Regions from separate parts of the Mus musculus genome. Here region 2 is linked to region 1. The links are chromatin contacts, called in public promoter capture Hi-C maps. All regions are on one chromosome and are shown on one strand. The core of a region is the stretch at or near the end of the contact, and the rest is flanking DNA. Distances in the headings are between cores, read along the strand shown. Region 1 holds the start of Afap1l2 (actin filament associated protein 1-like 2). Region 2 holds the start of Nhlrc2 (NHL repeat containing 2).

What was found. Promoter capture Hi-C pulls out the DNA fragments that hold promoters and counts their contacts.
Region 2: a promoter capture Hi-C map of embryonic stem cells shows a contact between it and region 1. The contact joins the promoter of Nhlrc2 here to the promoter of Afap1l2 in region 1. A contact is called at or near these places in 6 of 39 promoter capture datasets (the 3T3-L1 cell line, cranial neural crest, embryonic stem cells and 2 more), 1 of 15 datasets of contacts at CTCF or cohesin (the NIH/3T3 cell line), 1 of 484 Hi-C or Micro-C datasets (the HL-1 cell line) and 6 of 115 datasets of contacts at active chromatin or transcription factors (double positive thymocytes, embryonic limb bud, embryonic stem cells and 3 more).

Annotation. Positions count from the first base shown.
Region 1 is chr19:57,006,885-57,009,870 of GRCm38.p6, forward strand. It overlaps Afap1l2 (actin filament associated protein 1-like 2), which reads right to left and starts at 1,691. Exons shown (of 19, transcript NM_001177797.1): 1 at 1,267-1,691. The coding sequence starts at 1,282.
Region 2 is chr19:56,546,808-56,549,871 of GRCm38.p6, forward strand. Nhlrc2 (NHL repeat containing 2) reads left to right here and starts at 1,454. Exons shown (of 11, transcript NM_025811.3): 1 at 1,454-2,053. The coding sequence starts at 1,876. It overlaps Dclre1a (DNA cross-link repair 1A), which reads right to left and starts at 1,315. Exons shown (of 10, transcript NM_001360437.1): 1 at 1,167-1,315; 2 at 1-896. The coding sequence starts at 343.

The DNA.
Region 1 (2,986 bases), core at 441-2,940:
GGGAGCAGCAAGAGCCGCCTCTCTTCTACCAAGAGAGGGGCTGTGGCCGCCAATATTCGAGACTGCATGAGGGCAACTTCAGCCTTTCCCTCACAAACTGACCAGATTCCATCAGAACTAAGACAAGACCTCCCGGATAGACGGGGGAGAGAGGCTAAGTGATTTCTCCTGGCGCTCCTCCCCTACCCCGCTGACTCCAGAGCCCTGACCCTGCATTCACAGGTGAGTCACTAAAAAGACTACGTTAGGAAACTAAAGCCTGCCCGCACAGTTCCCTTATGTGAGTTCCATAAATAAGAAACCATAGAGGGAGATCGAGATTCCTTGGCAACCTGAGCGTTTGCCTTATTACCCTCCCATGGGAAAATAAGTGCAGAGGCAGAATTTCCCCTTGCAGGCTTAACTTAGACAACCCCTAAAAAGAGCGAGTACAAGACCCTTTTCCCAGAGGGAGGCATGTAGGGGCGCACCGACGCATCTGCCTCAGGGGCAGCACCTTGAACCCCCTTTTCAAAGGACCTACTATCTGAGGTTTCTGGATTCCAGCCCTGGGGCTCCAAAACCCTTCGGGCATATCCGGACCGGCCCTCCCACCATGGTTTGGCCAAGATCCCTGGCCAGAGCCAAATCCAAGCTCGCTCAGCTGCCAGGACGCCTACGGGCGCTCCACCTGCTGGGCAGTCCACTGGGCTCCTAACTCACACCCCCCCCACGCAGCTTTGGGGTGCAGGATCCGCAAAGGGCATGGCGAGGCAGGTTACAAAGTGGTAGAGAGACGGACCTTGTCAAGAACAGAATAGCACGCCACCCCACCACATTAGGAGTTTTTTCTGCTACCGGACAAGACTTTTCCGGGAATCTGCAAGAAGCCCCTCAACAAGGCAGCATCCATAGAAAGAGCCCTACAACTCGCCCCTTTGCCCCCAGCAGCCCCTTACTGTTGAGACCTTACTAGGGCCCCCCTCGACTGTAGACATCTTTTCCCCAAGGCAAACTGAAACTGGGGGTGACGGGATGGCTCAGGACACACCCTCGGTTCTCCAACAGGTGAGAAGCCTCACTTTGACCTCCAAGCAGAGACCTCTGCCCCAGGGGCCCAGGAGTATCAAATAGCACGGACGGCATTCTACGCCCAGAAGCCCACCGCCCTGTTCGTGACTCCTCGGTCGCCCTCTCTAGGGCTGCGGTCCCTTGGGCGTAGACTGTCCGTTCTGGACACCTGAGTCCGGGATACCCGGAGCAAGTAGGTGCGCCCTGCGCCCTCACCTTTGTAGCGCTCCATCCCGGGCACGGTGTGCGCTGCTATCGGCTCCGCGCTGAGTTCTCCGCGCTGGACTCCGCGCTGGGCTCCGCGCCCCCGCTGAGCGCTGGCCCCTCCCAGTGAAGTCACGCTCGCCGCCCGACCTCCCGGAGTGGCCGCCGCGCCCCTAGCCCTCCGATCCTGACTCCACCCGAGCCGCCCTGGACCCCGCCAGGGATCTCCACAGCCGGTCAGGACAATCAGCGCTCTGGTCCTCACGCACCCCGCACTGGGCTCCCCGTCCCGAACGCAGATCACTTCCTCCAAGTTGGCCCGAGGGCGGCGGCGCGAAAGAAAGAGCCTGGGACGTCCTCAAAGCCCGGGGAAGACTCCGGGAACAGCGAGCTCCCGTAGGTCTCCACCAAGATCTGTTTTCTCCAGTGTTGAGACTGCGAACCCAATGCCGGGAGGAGGAGACTGAGGGCCAGCGGGGAGGTGGAGACGGACCTAGAGCGCCTCCTGCTTGATCCATCAAGCCAGTGCGCCCACATCCTGGGCCCTCCTGGATTAGCTCCTTGAATTTAGAAGCCGCTGGGGGCCGGCTTTCAGTCCACCTTGCCTGGCACCTGTACATCGTGCACACTTTAGAGCACAGGAAATGACCTCCTTGTAGCCTGCTGCCTGAGCCCAGATTTTATGGGCGTCTTAGCCTAGGCTTTCCTGAGGAGGATTACAGTGTCTGGAGCCTCCTCAGCAAGCCTGGTCTTCAAGAAAAGATGGCACCTGTCCGAGGTTATTTTCACCTCGGAACACATTTAATCCTTTTCTTTTGATTCCCTCCAATCCTTCCAAATTCCTAAATCCTCTCCAAAGATTATGGGGTTTTTGTTTGTTTTGTTTGTTTGTTTTTGGTTTTTCGAGACAGGGTTTCTCTGTATAGCCCTGGTTGTCCTGGAACTCACTTTGTAGACCAGGCTGGCCTCGAACTCAGAAATCCGCCTGCCTCTGCCTCCCAAGTGCTGCGATTAAAGGCGTGCGCCGCCACGCCCGGCTACGTTTTCTTTTAAACTTTCGGATTTCACTTTTTAAACCATGCTTGGACTCTCGACAAAGGCCCGGAATATACACTTAGGGAAGGTTTGTTGTTTTCCGAGAGCCCCCTTCATGCTTCCTTGGAGCAGCAGAGTCAGCTTTGATCTCTGCAGATCTTCCGCCCAGCGATCTGCACAAACACTTTTCCTAGTTAGAGCAGCAGCTCACGTGAACAGAGCCCTCCTAGCCAGCCAGGAGCCTCGCTCAGGGCTGCAAAACCCCAGCCTTTCAGTTTGCCCATTCACCCTGAGGTAGCAGGTCGCTGTCTGTCTCCTGTAGTATAAACAAGTTTAGGGGGAAGGGGGTGGACAAAGTCACATGGGAGGAGCCCTAGGGATGCCTACTTCCAAGTCTTATGTGTGTAGGTCAGAGACCTCCACATGCCACATGCACATGAACACACATGCAAGTACACACACACACACACACACACACACACACACACACACACACACACAGTTGGCAGCAAGAATGGGCATCTCCCAAGAGAATCAGGGTAGGAAGAGGTATTCCGCTGGCCTCCTGTACAGTAGCCCTCAAACAGTCGAGCAGCTGTGTTTCTGCCTTAGTGTTCTCATTCCTACCCCTTTCTTCCTCTTGCAAATGGCCCAGCAGGGCACACACCCTCCGTTCTGTGGTGGTTCCAGACTACTC
Region 2 (3,064 bases), core at 204-2,703, 460 kb before region 1:
TTGTCTCTTTGTTTTGAGACTGCTGACTCTCATCTCTACAGCTCGAACTCTGACTGGAACCTGCAGAAATCTGACTGTCTGTTTCTGCAAGGCACACTTTGTGGTCCTTCGTCTTGCCTGGATTTTCTGAAGTCCTTTTTTCATTTCCTTTTGACTGGTGTTTTCCATCTGTTGATTTTTCAACAGATTCTGAAATATTTTCAGAACAATTATTTGGATGTACGGGTTTGGGCTTTCTTTTAGATTTATATTCCCAGATTTCTTCTTCCCAAAACGTGTCTTCTAACATGGCCAAATGATTTTTGTGAGTACAGCACCAGTCTTTGGTGAATTCAGAGTCCATTTCTTGTAACAAGTTTTTAATAGGAAAAAAAAAGTAGCCAAAAGCCAACTAACTTGGTTGGAACTGAAAGCTTTGGTGATATTGGCACACAACCCACTTAGTACCTGTGAACACCTGCTGTTCCATTTTATACCATAATAAAATTAAGAGAACTCACTACAGGGTAACATCTATACGGTTTTCTTTACATTGTGACACTATTTCATTCAGGTTTTTTTTTAACTTCTCAGAACTTGATTTATAAAAATAAGAATCAAGAATGTCTTGAATGTCAAGCACTGACGGTAAGTACCAGGCTCAATGACTTTAACTGAAAACAGTCTCCATATAATGGTTAGAAAGCTATTCTGGCTCTCGTTCATGTGGACAAGTGTCCATTTACAAGTCCAGTCACAGTCCCTAGTCTACTTAGTGTGAGACTAGTCCATAGACTAGACCATAATCAAAGAGGTGTTGGTTACAACCGACAGCTGCCCTTATTCGTGACTCATGGGTCCAACCAGTTTCAGCTTCCTGGGTCAGTCCATTTCTTCCTCCATCCTAGGATCAAACCCTGCACAGTGAACAAAGTTCAAACATGTGAGACTGTACTCCACACCATAGGGGCTGTCTGCCCTGAAATCAATCAGCCACTTCTGCAGACCTCCAGAGAGGTCAGGTACCAGAAAATTCCTACAGGCTCCCGCTCTTTGCCTTTGGATCTGGGGTGGGGGGAAGATCAATGAAGGAGCCCTACATTATTCCCAGGTTAAATAATGCCAACATCCCAATGAGCCCTTGTGCAGCTCGCCCCGTTCCTCCCGGTAGTCCCTCGTGGGCACACCTGGCCTGGCAGCAGGGGGACCCCGCTGCAGCTGCCTCCTCTCTGCGCCAGCTCGCGGGACATTCCATTCGCGCCCGCACTTTCAGCACACCCAGAGTCACAGGACACTTTTGTTGTTGTCAACACAAAACCACCGGCCTCACTGCCTACATTAAAAAAAAAAAAAAAAAAAAAAAAAAAAAAAAAAAGAGTCTCCTCCGAGGGTTGCTTTACCTTCTTTACCTTTCGAGTCTTTCTTGGCGGGAACGCTGTCCCACTGTCACTGCCGTGCCGAATCGGCTGATCTCAGTTTAAGAGTGGGACACACAAATGGGCAGGCTTTTCTTAAGTCGGCTCTTTTAAACGTGTACATGGTTATTTGAATTTTATTTGTCTTGGAATTCCCTGCCGGGCTTCAAAGGCAATGGGTTCCCAGCTCCTCTGGAGCGCGACCCTAGCAGCCTTCCCCGTGTCGAATCTGGCGCTCTGAACGTCCAGGCTTCGCGGCGGCCCGGAACCTGGAAGGGGCGGGGTGGGCAACTCTGGAGTTTAATTACGCGCCAGGGAAGCACGGCCCTTTGGACTTTGGCGTCCGGAGGAAGGCTTATTGGAGGCGGAAGCGTGTGTGGCGCAGGGCCGGGCTGGCCAGGCCCCGCTCTGAGTCAAGAGGGCGGCGCACGCTGGTCCGACCCGCGCCCTCGGCCCCGGAGCCCTCGGGAGCTCGCGCAACATGGCGGCTCCCGGAGCGCGCGGCGCGAGCCTCTCGGGCCTGCTGCCCGCGCAGACCTCGCTCGAGTACGCCCTGCTGGACGCCGTCACCCAGCAAGAGAAGGATGAGTTGGTCTACCAGTATCTGCAGAAGGTGGACGGCTGGGAGCAGGACCTAGCGGTGCCCGAGTTTCCGGAAGGTGAGGGGCTGGCGTCGGGGTGGGGGCCGCTCCCGGGTCCTCCCCTTCCTCGGTGGCTCCCTCCCGCCAGCAGATCGGTGCCCTGCGGTCCTCCCACAGCCCCCGAGGTGCTCCAGGGGAGCAGCGACACACGGAGGGGGTTCTGCTGGGCGGGGACCAGTGTTTGCATCTCTGTCTGGAATCCTGCGTGACCTGACGTCAGTAGCCTCAAGGCTCCATGGGTGTATATTGATCACTTTTTAATGTGCCACAGACGGTTTGAAGCACTTGAGAGCTCCTACTTACCTGGTACAACCCACCGAGACCCTCTTACTAGTCTTGTTTTACAGTTAAGGAAACTGAGGCACAGGGAAGGCTAGGAAACCTGCCCGTCTAATAACCACTAGAGTTGGACTACATTCTACAGGCATAGCATCTGATGGTTTTCTAGTCCAACCGCGTTTCCACGTTCAAAGTGGTGAACCTATTGATCTTTAAAATCTGGAATCAATTTTAGCTTAGTACTCAGGTTTGAATCCTAGTAGTGGGAACTGTTGGGACATAGGGAAACGATACTCCCGGTAGTACAGTTTAAACAAAACGCTCCCTTACCTTCTTTGGTTGGGAGTGTCATTGTTTAGCCTGCCGTGTTGGCATGTGTCCTGGCGTGTGACACTGAAACCACATGCATAGTTAATTTGTTACCTGTGGTAGGGTTCAGGTATCTTCCGGAAGGATCTATCTGTTCCTCCTTCATCCCACAACAGTCTTGGATATTTCGGACCCTTTTGCACTCGCCTTGAGAGGGGCTTACCGTTCCCCTCGTTATACTGGATTTGAAATACCGTGGAATTGCAAAAGAATTGGCTGCATGGAGGTCGGTCCCATCAGAGAAACTTAAAAATGACAAACACGTATATGCAGTGTATACATATCTTCTGAAAACTTTGTAATAAAGCACGTGGTAAATACACTATTATAAGCCAGTAGGCCATCAGTTAGAATTTTGAGAAATGTTTCATTTGTATTTAT